Linked DNA regions of Drosophila melanogaster: region 1 is linked to region 2. Evidence: chromatin contacts called from public Hi-C data. All regions are on one chromosome and are shown on one strand. The core of a region is the stretch at or near the end of the contact, and the rest is flanking DNA. Distances in the headings are between cores, read along the strand shown. Region 1 overlaps olf413 (olf413,). Region 2 holds the start of CG7458.

Region 1 (6,034 bases), core at 1,997-4,496, 260 kb after region 2:
CAATTTTTGCTATGTGTTTATTATTTTAACACGAAACTTGCAGTCGAGCTGAGGGGTGGCGACTGCTGAGAGCTTTCCCCACTTGTAAACAGTAATTTTTGCCCATTAATGGCGGGTCCTTGCATACTCACGTGCATATATGCTGTACATATTGTTGTTTCTTCGCAATAAGGACATAGGAACGAGCAGCAGGAAAAACAAAAAGGCAACAATTCAAGTCGACAGTAATTTTCAACACTTACCAGCGGGCTAAGGACCCAGGGTGCCCTGGGTGACCTGGGTGCCAAGAGCCCCCGAGCCCCAGATTCGCAGAACCCCAGGAGTTCGGGGTTCAGAACCCCAATGGCCATTGCAATTTTACATCAAAGCAGCGAATTCTTCGAAACGAATCCAACCTCAGTGGGGGAAATCCTGTGACGAAAGAGCACAAGAAAGTGGGCCCCAATGGAAAGCCGGCGATTCCGCTGAGAAAGCGTTTTGGGGAACAGACATTCGCAGACATTTCCCTTCCTGACGCTGACTTCTGTGCAAAATCGTGACATAAACACGACCTCCCAGCCCCAACATTCAAACGGTCCACATATGTGAGCAGTTTGTCACGGCATAAGCTAGCGCTTGAGGGCTTCAACTTGGGGGCTCCAAGTAGTGCAGCAGCTATGGATTCGCGTCACAGCAGAACGCAAAAACCAAAACCAAAGCACTGACTTTTATAATGAATTATTAGTGGAGTGGTCTGGGTGTTGGGGTTGGTTTGAATGTGTGGTGTTTGCGGGTCTTGCGGTTTCAGCGTGGCACTTACAAATTTAATATGGCTGCAACAGAAATAACCGCTCGGCGTGCAAGAACCCCAAACAGAACCACCCAAAAAGTATGCAACGAAATTTAAATTGATTTAATTTTTCAGGTTTTTTGTTAGCTCGGCCGGCCAGCCAACTGGAAATCCTTTGGCACTTTGTTAGTGCCAAAGTCACAAGAGCATAACCGAACATTTTAGCCTTTACCTCCCAAAAAAAAAAATGGCAACTAAAAGCCAAGTTAAGTGCTTAAGGTGGTCAGCAGGTCCATTTCTGCGCGCAAAAAAGGCCATTAATGCAGCGGCAAAGTTCAAGTGGTCGCCGAAAAATGATGAAATAAACCTGTGGCCAAAACGCTGAGGTAAATTAAAAAAAAAAAACCAAATGCCCAATGTGAATTGGACTAGATTTGTTCATTTGTGATTCCCGCTCATTACGCCTCGCAATTTTTTAGGGATTTTTTGAGAACCGTTTTATGTTGATTGCTTTGAAGCGCACAATGGTGGCGAAAAAAAAAGCGGCAAGCTGTGCCACTCTCAGCCCCTGCAACTCAAAACTCCTTCTACACTGAAAGCCTCTTTTGCAACACAAACACTCTCATCTAAGCCAGACCACTTTACACTGGCCGCGCAGCCAAACAAAAATTGCGCATAATTCCGGCTCGATGAAAGTTTCGAGTTCTGAGCTGGGCTCCGCTACTCCACCACTCCTCCACTTCGGCGGAGTTCTGCCCACGGAGTTCTAAACGTTGCCCAGCCCGGACGAAGGGTCTGAAACCCCGTCCTCGTATATTTGTCAAGCAAATGGAATAACCGTTGCAATTGCTACAACGTCAAAGCCAAACAAAAATGTTATTTGCCGCTTTGCCCAAAAATCAAGTACACAACCAGTTCGCAGTCCAAAAACACAGAGGGCTGCCAGCGGGCTGGGGGCTGCGATTGGAGGGAGTGAAATGTGGATTTTGATGTTGCCTGGTACCCGAAAGTGGTCTAGGCGGAGCAGGAGGTCGGTTGGTCCTGGAGTGCGGCGCTCGCCTAGTCGCTTTATTAAAGTTAAAGCCCAGCATTGTCCCTTTTTACACATGAGTTTGCGAGTTGACGAGCTTCGAATGAGCGAGCAAATCAACCAACGAATGCACATTCGGACGAGGAAGTGCCAAGAAGTGAGGGAACATATAAACTGTAAAGAGATTCTCGTATGCCCAGATTTCCAGCTGCACCCATCGCAGAAAACAATCCAAACGTGTCAGGGTAATCCCTGGTCAATCAGCCTTGGTTATTCGGAATGAATAAATCGAATGGGTATTGTTAATGATAAATCTGAATAGCTCTGTTGTTGAAAAAAACTAAACCATTAAACTAATCATTTGCGAAGAAGACTTTCAAAGATTGCCTATAAAGTATGCGCACCGCTTGTTTTCTGTCAAGCTAGTGTCCGCACGAGAGATTAGCTTCTAATAAAACTTATACTAATACAAATTGTATAAAATTCCTAACAAATCCCAAATCCGCTGTACTCCATCTATAGTAAGGGTACATTTCCAAAGGGTTCACGTTCCGACCCAGGCCCGAATTTCTCCCTTTTTTCGGACTGTGATTTCCACGAATCGCGCTCTGAAGTGGGTGCGGTGGTAGATTGGGTTTTTGCGTTCGGGTGATGGAGGCGGACGGTCTCCATTTTGATGGTGTTGTGGCACTAGAAGTGCATGTGAAACGTGCACACCAAAAACCCGAAAGCAAGCAGCGGGCAAACCCAACACAACGCAATGGGAAACGTTTGTTTTAATGCCCCAAAGCGACAAATATTGAAAGAGAGAGCGCAGAGAAGTCGAAGTATGGGTGCTGGGACTGCAATACTAAACTCCAGTAGGCGATTTAACAGCCAAAGTAATGCAATGACAAACAAAACAGTCGGCACGGCAAGGTTTTCCAGTTTTTCCATTTTCCAGAGGCTTAAGTGCAGAAGCTCGACCAGGGATCGCACGTTTTTGCCCATTTTGCCGTCCGAGTTTTGGCAAACGTTTTTCGAGGTGAGCGACGGCAGGGGCAGGGCCATAAATAACGAGCCCAGTTGAGTTGCTTTTCAGCGCAGCTGGCTATGGCCCGGACTGGAGAGGAGATGTCCTGTCAAATGCAACAGGGCCGGTACAAAAACAAAAACGGACCAAGCCAGGACGTTGCAAAAAACGCGAAAATCTCCGCATCCTTAGAGGTAAAGTAATTAAAGTGGCAAACGCTGACGGCCAGAGGGCGCCACCTAAATATCCGTCATATATAAAAAGCAAGGATATACACGTGCAAACGTACATGTATGGAAACCGCATGCGAGCCGCTTCCATGCTCCTCATCTGTTGAGCTGCGCAAAACCAATTTGTTTATAAAAATATTAGACCACATATGGTGATGGTCGGTGGTGTGTGGGGGGGGAGGTTTTGCAACACCAACATGTTGGTGGCTCTGTTCTGGATGCCATAAAGTATGCAATAGTTGCCTGACCTGTGTAGTTATTTTATTATATTATTTATGGTCAAATGGCGAAGTAAACTTGCATTTTTTCGCCCCGCTTTTTCCGCTTTTCATTCGGTAAACTCTCTAAACAAACTCGGTTAGTAAATTCATTTTAAGCCAAGGGGGACTGGCCATTCGCCCAGCGGAGTGAGTTTTTCCGCTCATACTCCGATGTAAGCCAAATACCGCGCTAGTGACCAAAGCAACCGCAAAGTCCGAGCAACTAAGACACATCCACACATGGACACATGGACGGGCGAAGAACACAGATACAGAAACACTGACACACACAAAGTAACCGCAAAAAAGTGGTCAGTTGGCCAAAAACTAAACGAAATGTAATAAAGCAACGGATATGCCCGTTTGGCTTGAACCCCACTTCATCACCACCTCATACCACCTCTGCTTACCATTTTATCGGAAAAGAGGTTCCAGGGATATGTTAAAAGCATGTGCAGCAGCAGCAGCAAGCACAATAAATGAATATGAATTAGGCAACAGGGAAGGCAAAAGAGTGCAGGAAAAATCGAAAAGAAACCCAATACAGATGTGCCAGTAATATGAATCGACTAGGTTGAATAGCTCTGCAAACAACCTGGATATGGGTGCAAGAGTTGGAAGGTCTTTATTGAACATTTTTGTCTCGACTTAAATTTAATTAATTGAATTACTCCGGTTAGCAAATCGAGTAATGACTAACGAGCGATTCCCTTTGCAATTGATTTAAAGAAGATTAGATTGATGCCTCGAATGGTAAATGATTGAAATATTATTAATAAAATACGATGACTCAAGCGCTTAGGTTGACTCAAACGTTATAAATTGCCATTTTCATTGCTTGTAGTTTATTTGTTTGACCAACTTATTCGTAATTTAGATTTAGTACAGAAATCACTCCTTTTTACGGCTATTTAGGCCTGCTTTCTGCCAACCATTTCTCGCCTTAATTTGAGCTATAACTTAAACTCTATTTGCTTGGCCAGGCACTTTCCTTTTGACCCATTTGAAGATGCCATATTGTTTACACTTTTGTCTTAATCTCCTTATGGGTGGCAATTTTAGTTTCATTTGCCAAATCGCATACATACTTATGTCTGTGTCCAAACGTATTTGGTGCAATAATTTACGCTGCATTCCTCTCGTGCATTCCGAACTCAAATACTACCGCTTTTGTTCACTCAGAAACATTAATTTTCCTTGCAGCTTAAACAACATTTTCATTTACACAAACAAGTGAATACGTGAATGGGTGGGTGAGTCGAGTGAGTAAGTGGAAGAGTGAATGAGCCGAGACAACACCTGCGGGCTCTCTGGGGAGAAACCATATTAGATTTGTTAATTTAAATGCAATTGCCAAAAGCAGTTGCACCTTGAGCCAAATGGCCTTTGCCTTCCTACCATAAATAAATCAAATTAATGTCAATTGCACTGAAAACAACAACAACAACCAGACTCAGCACAATTGTGTCGAGACATTCTGGCCAGATGAAGCTCAAACGACTCAATATAATAAAACAAAAATCATTAAGCCACTTTGCGGGATGGAGAGAGTGTCGAAAACCGATTACAGGCCTGAGACTATCTGAAATATTTGGGCTGCTTTGTCCATTGACTATTCCAGCTGGGCTGTCAGGATCGGACCAGGATCCCACCTGTCTGGGCCTCCAGCTGGGCCCCAAGATGTGTCACGATGCATGTGGGCTTGCCTCCGATCCAGACGGTTGTCAACAATGTGCAATGATTTCTCTCCGGTCGAAGGCAATCACAGATTCTGACACGGCAATTAGACTGCAACAAAAGGGTTCGGGGGGACTGACCACTTCTGCCTATTAGTTATTGAAATCAGCTGTCAGAAAGTTCCGAAAATTGCACAAGTCCCAACTGATGACTGGAATGGCATAAATGCCACAGCAACGAAAAGCATTGACACACACTGTGAGAAATCGAGGAAATGTCAAGGAAACTTGGTCACGTCTGAGTGGGACTCAAAGTTTCCGATGTAATTTCCCACATGCAAAATTGATATTCAATGTGCTTTGGCTAGTGTAGAATAGCTAAGAAGAGCAGATTCCCCGACAGCTACTCACAAAAATGGTCGACGTGACCATGGTAACCTGTTTGGCCATCACACTAGGGTAGGCCAAAAAGCAACAGGCACATTTTCTAAAGGTAGTTCCTACAGTCAGTTATGGATAGAGCTTAATGTAACCTTACAAACCATTGGTGATTTGGTGCAGACAACACTGCTTATGGATAATATTTATTCACATTCGATCATCTGGAAAAAGACATATAGCGAGAGGATAAAACCTTGTGGGGGTCACCCTAATGCAGGCACATGCACTCGTAGGGACAGACACACATATCCAAAGGACACGGGTTTCTGGGGAATGGTTGATTTGATTGCCGAGTGAGGAGAAGAAGAGAAGCAAGAATGGAAAGGACCGTGGGTTGTGAGCTCAGCTGCTGCAGAAAGTTTCCACAATGCCAGTTGCCCATTTCCCATTTTCCCGCTCAAGTGTGAATTCATGTAAATGTGTGTGCCAGTCCTGTGCCGCATTTGTTTGCTCTGTTTATAATTCAATTGTAAATGCATTTCAATTACGTGCACATTAAACAGGGCCAGCGCAGACAAAGTTTTCGGTGTCGGGCCAAGGACTCCGACTTGACCACTGGGCCAAGACCAGGACCAGGGCCATTAACACGGCCATTGCCGGACGGAGTCTGGGCCAG
Region 2 (5,629 bases), core at 523-3,022:
ATATTAATCGATGATGGTTGGTTATCTAAATTTGTTATTGTAACGGGGCTTACGGTGAAAGGGCTTTACAAAATCAACAATTGCTCAGTTTGGGTATTTATCTAATTCCGTTTGGAATCGGGGCTTATCAGATGGATGACCAGTCTTTCCGCGAGATATTTACGATTTATGGCTGCCAGAGGGGTTGTGTCGTACATCTATCAAGCAATTACAACGCGCCAATAATTCACGAGCTACCACTTACTGTGGCTTCGTCGAAACTTATCATTGATTTATCAATCTGGTCGACAATCGGCGGATCGAACGAATAGACTGTCATTCGGGCTCTGGTATTGGGCATAAAGTTTCTGCCCCTCCACTTAATCACCACACGAGCGGGTGTGTCAAGTGTAAGGTGAATTCAACCAGACACCCAAAGTCAATGACATGGAGCAAATGGCGTAAGATAACGTGCAAGGTCGGCCAACTTGTTGACCCAGTGGAGCGAACAGCTGTTGGCTACAACCCACCACCCAGAACCAGACACCATGTCTCGTCGTCTGAGAGATAAGCTATAGCTGCGTACCATTTATATCTATTGATATCTGCATTCAGAACTTAAAGTGTTTGGATTGTGTTAATTCTCGGCTTTTGGAACCACAACGGTTCTCAATATCTTCTTGTAATGTCAGAGGCGAGTTGGCATTCCGCAAAGTAGTGATTTGCGTCCTAAACTATACACCCTGCGAACCGGGTACCCCTTTGAAAACGTAGGCCAACATAGCCTTTATCGCAAACTCGCTGTGTAGATTCGAAGCGTCTGGGAAAACACAAAACTTGTTGGACCTCTGTAGCGAGGTGACTATAAATGAAAATAAGTCCCAGCTAACAGCTCTACCATAATGAGAGTGCAAAGGTTCCAAAACCGAGCGTTGCGCCTGGTATGCGAGAAATGAGGACATCGCTAACGACCTCAGCATCCCCACAGTTAGGGAGCAAATCAATCGAAATTCCGAAATTCAAGTCGCTACAACGATTGGTTTCAGGGCCACACCAAACACGCGAGTGCTTCACCAGTAGCCTAAACATTCATCTAATCTAAATTATTAATCAAAATTTTAATTTTATCATTCTGTTATTTTCGTAGCTACTATAAGTTTCTTTGTTTTAAAACCATTCAATTAGTTGCATAATATAAAATAAAACAAGAGAGAATGCTATAGCGAGTTCCCCGACTATCAGATACCCGTTACTCAGCTAGACTGAATACGAACGCGAAATTTAATCATTTTTCTGGGACATCGATAGATATTGGGGAATAAACTGAGAATAAATTTAAAAAAATTTTTCAAAGTGTGGGCGTTGCAGTCTTGTGCGGTTTATGGGCGTTAGAGTGGGAGTGGCAACATGGGCTCACAAGTCTAGATCGACTCGGCTATTGATCCTGATCAAGCTTCCTTCTGCCTGTTACATACTATTCAATGAATCTAGTATACCCTTTTAATCTAGGAGTAACGGGTAAAAATATATTATCTTAACGCTTCCTTCTACCTGTTACATACTTTTCAACGAGTCTAGTATACCCTTTCAGTCTACGAGTAACGGGTATAAAAAGTCGAAGCTCTTCCATTTCTTTCGCATATATGTAGTTTCGGATTGGGGCCTGATAAGACCCCGATAAGAGGGCAGTATGGAGAAGAGCGAACGGATTAAAAATAGAACGCGAGAGCGCGCCGCAATCGGAAGAGAATCAAAGACTAGAATCAAAACACAGCACTGTTGATGTGGTTAAATCATTCGTTGAGTGGCACTGCTCCCAGCGAGACGCTCCAGAGCGTCTATAAATACGCCACAGAGCTAACGAGGCGGAAAGATCGCGCGCCGCGAGTTATAAAACAGCGATTAGAAGGAGAAGTGCGTCCACCACGTGGCTGGAGGTCAATTGATTGTACGGATATACATACATACATTTTATCACACACATTATGACCAGCCAGAAGGAGGGAAATGGATACAGGCGGAGCGATTCCAAGACTACTGGACATGCGGACGCGGAGGCGGCGACGCAGACGGCTGGTGGGGATGAGGACAACTCTCTGGATGCGATTCTAGTCCGAATCGGGCAGTTCGGGCGCTATCAGATCATCAACTATGTGCTGCTATGCGTTCCCATGCTCTTCAACGCCTTCTTCTCCATCTCCTATGTTTTCACGGCGAGCACCGTTGTGCACAGGTAGGCAAAAAGTTCATCAAACAAAATGGCTGGTCAAGATCTCAGACTTCCCATTGGTCCCAGGTGCACTGTTCCGCAGTGCGATAGTCCCAGCAGCGTCTATGAGGAGGACTGGCTGGGCTTCACCATCCCCAAGAAGAACTCCGCCTGGGATGACTGTCATCGATACGCCGCCAACATATCAGACGCTATCTCGGGATACACCGATCCATCTGGACAATACTGCCTCAAAGAGTACTTCACTATTACGTCGGAGACCTGTGGACGCGACTTCAAGTTCAGGGACGAGGAAAAGACCATATCAACGGAGGTGGGTAGACAAAGATAAGGGCGTAGGTGAGTTGATAGACTCTATTGATGGAAGTTCCGTGGGAAATTTTTAATTCGATAGCAAGTTGGAGTGAGTTATCTTCAGGAGGATGTTATTAAAGCAGTGTCAATCATTAAAACGATTATTGCCAATAACTTGCTAGGTAAAAAACTCGATCGTGTACATTGCAGGTACACATGTTAAAATTTTCATTAACTATATTACTTTATACCCAATAAAACACGTATTATAAATGTACGTGATAGCATTTGCGGTTTAAGAACTAAAAGTATTAAAAATGCATCGATTCAAATATTTGTAATGATTTGTTTCAAGTATCACTTTTCTTATATTTAATTCAAATATTATGTACACAACTAATCGCGTATCCTGGCTGGTCCGTATTTGATATAAATACATATATATTTTTTGCTTTTACATGAATTTAATATATAGAATCAATCAAATGTGGAAATCTTTTAACTAGTAAAGTAACAATATTAACATATCATCTCCTAAGTTTGGAATATACTGTGAGGACGAGTGGAAGCTTTCCATGGTGGGCACTATAAACAATGTGGGCCAATTCGTGGGCATACCCCTAGGAGGATACTTTGCGGATCGGTAAGTCCCTGTCCCTGTTTGGTAAGAGTATTAGCAGTCTAACAGCATCTTCATCTACCCCAGATACGGACGACGTACCATGCTAGCTGTAGCCGGATCCGTGAGTGCTCTAATGGGCGTGATCCGTTCGCTGTCGAGCAACTACTCCATGTTCCTGGTGTTCGAGTTCCTGGACATGGCCGTGGGTAGCACCCTCTTCCCCACCGCCTTTCTGTTGGCAATCGAGCTGGTTGGCCCGAAGAGGCGAGTGGCTGCGGCCACAATCATCACTATCTTTTACGCGCTGGGCGAGGCCTTCCTCGGATTCCTGGCTTCCCAAGTGCAGCACTGGCGCTGGCTGCTCCGGGTGCTGTACGCTCCCGCTGTGCTGCAGATTCTTTTTTTGTGGATCTTGCCGGAGAGCGTCCGTTGGCTGCTGAGTCAGGGTGCCGAGGAGAAGGCGTCCAATGTGCTGCGACGGGCAGCGCGGATCAACCAGCGCCCGCTGCCGGAGGAGCAGTTGAACGATCTCTTGACCAGCAATCGACAGAAGCTCAGCCAGGCCAACGAGAGCCAGTATCCAATAATGCGAGCCGTAGTATTCTTCTCGCTGCGGATAGCAAACTGTTGCCTTTGCTGGTTCACGCACACGCTGATCGCCCTGGGTCTTAGCCTGAACTCGGTTAACCTGGGTGGAAACAAGTACACCAACTTCATGCTGAACGGTTTTATCCAGATCCCTGGTCTGCTGCTCCCCCTAGTCATCATGGACCGCGTTGGCAGAAGGCATTCCCTCTGCGCCTCAATGCTGCTCTGTGCCATTTGCATGGGCGCCTCTGCCGCAGTGCCAGCAGGTGAAGGAACATGATCTTTCAGCTAATAGTTCTCTAGAATGTGACTGATTTCCCCTTAGATAACTACGCGGGCTCTCTGGCCCTGTTCCTAATTGGAAAGCTGGCCATCACCTGCAGTTTCCAGATCTTATATTTCTTCACCTCTGAGATCTTTCCCACAAACGTGCGAAACACCCTGTTGTCGCTCTGTTCCATGGTGGGACGGATAGGATCCATGCTGGCCCCACAAACCCCTCTACTGGTTAGAACGGAATTACCTATGCGGGCTCGACCAGCTAATTCTCTGCCCTTATCTCTTCCAGGCCAAGTATTACATTTACGCCCCGCAGATCCTGTTCGCTACCTTCGCCCTGATCAGTGGCTTCCTGACCCTGGCCTTTCCCGAGACGGCGGACAAGGTGCTTCCAACGACCATTGAGGAGGCACGCGATTTGAATCAGGCCAAGCGGCGGAGTGAGAGGTCGCCGTAATATCCGTGATATTTTTTAGCAGCATTTAGCACACTTTTTAAAGTCTTAGAAGCCACGTTTTAGTTTTGTTAGTTTGTTTGTTTGTTTTATTATGTGCGTACTATTTATTCCAAAACAATATCTGTAGTCTCCTCCTTCCACAAGTTGTACTTATCTATGTATGTAGGTTTAAATTTATTGCGCATGCATAAGTATATCTGTCGATCAATGCCATTATTTATTAACGAGTAAGTAATAAAATTTAATTCAACTCGGATCGGAAGCGAATAGATTTCAAACGGGTAAAAAGTAAGGAAAATAACTTTTTTTAAATCACATGTAAGCGATACGTAGACATCTACATCCAGTGTGGCGCCCTCTTACGGGAAGTGGTGGTACTATTTCTACTTGTCGATTAGTATCGAGTACACAACTGTTGATGTCGGGGATGGCAACTCAAACATATGCGATTGCCCAAAAGTACGTCATTTTGAAATAGCGTTTTAGCAATTTAAAATTTTAGGTTTATATATGATTGCCGTTTTTTGTATTCTTTAAATGATGTTATTTATCAAGGAAATAATTTCGTAATGTTGGTTAGACCTAAAGATGTCTCGGTAACTAAAAATGTCAGAAAATGTATTTATTTTGTTCAAATCAGACGGTATATTGGGACGGTATTACTTATTATACCCGTTATGTATGTAAGGAAGGTAGAAGGAATCGTTTCCGACTATATAAATTATATATATTCTTGATCAGAGATCAAAGGACGAGTCCATTCAGCCATGTTCGTCTGTCCGTATGAACGTTAAGATTTAAGGACCTATAACAGGTGGTTGAGATTAAGCATACAGATTCTGGAGACATTTTTTTTCCCATGTTGCCACGCCCACTCTAACGTCCACAAACCGCCAAAAACGGCCACCACTACCACCACAAATTTGCATATTTTTATTAGTTTTGTAAATTTCTATCGATTTGATATCTGAAGAATTACCATTGTTCACACATGAACACGAATATATTTAAAGACTTACAATTTTGGGCTCCGTTCAAAGGCGTTCTAAGGCGACATGGGTGCAGTGCTCAAAAACATGTAATCTAAGTGCACACTACATGAGTCAGTCACTTGAGATCGTTCCCCGCCTCCTAAAAGGTCCCTTAGTGGGAGACCGCCGCTCAAGATAGGCAGATGTGC

The links. A called contact is a pair of places that touch in the nucleus more often than the background predicts.
Region 1: a Hi-C map of the Kc167 cell line shows a contact between it and region 2, with 2.9 times the contacts expected there.

The regions. Positions count from the first base shown.
Region 1 is chr3L:22,211,890-22,217,923 of dm6, forward strand. All of the region lies in intron 3 of olf413 (olf413,), which reads left to right. Among named protein-coding and RNA genes, the nearest start is that of lncRNA:CR45035, 11 kb to the right of the region's middle.
Region 2 is chr3L:21,953,338-21,958,966 of dm6, forward strand. CG7458 reads left to right here and starts at 1,773. Exons shown (of 6, transcript NM_141117.2): 1 at 1,773-2,212; 2 at 2,276-2,522; 3 at 3,043-3,146; 4 at 3,210-3,979; 5 at 4,039-4,220; 6 at 4,282-4,704. The coding sequence starts at 1,965. The coding sequence ends at 4,449.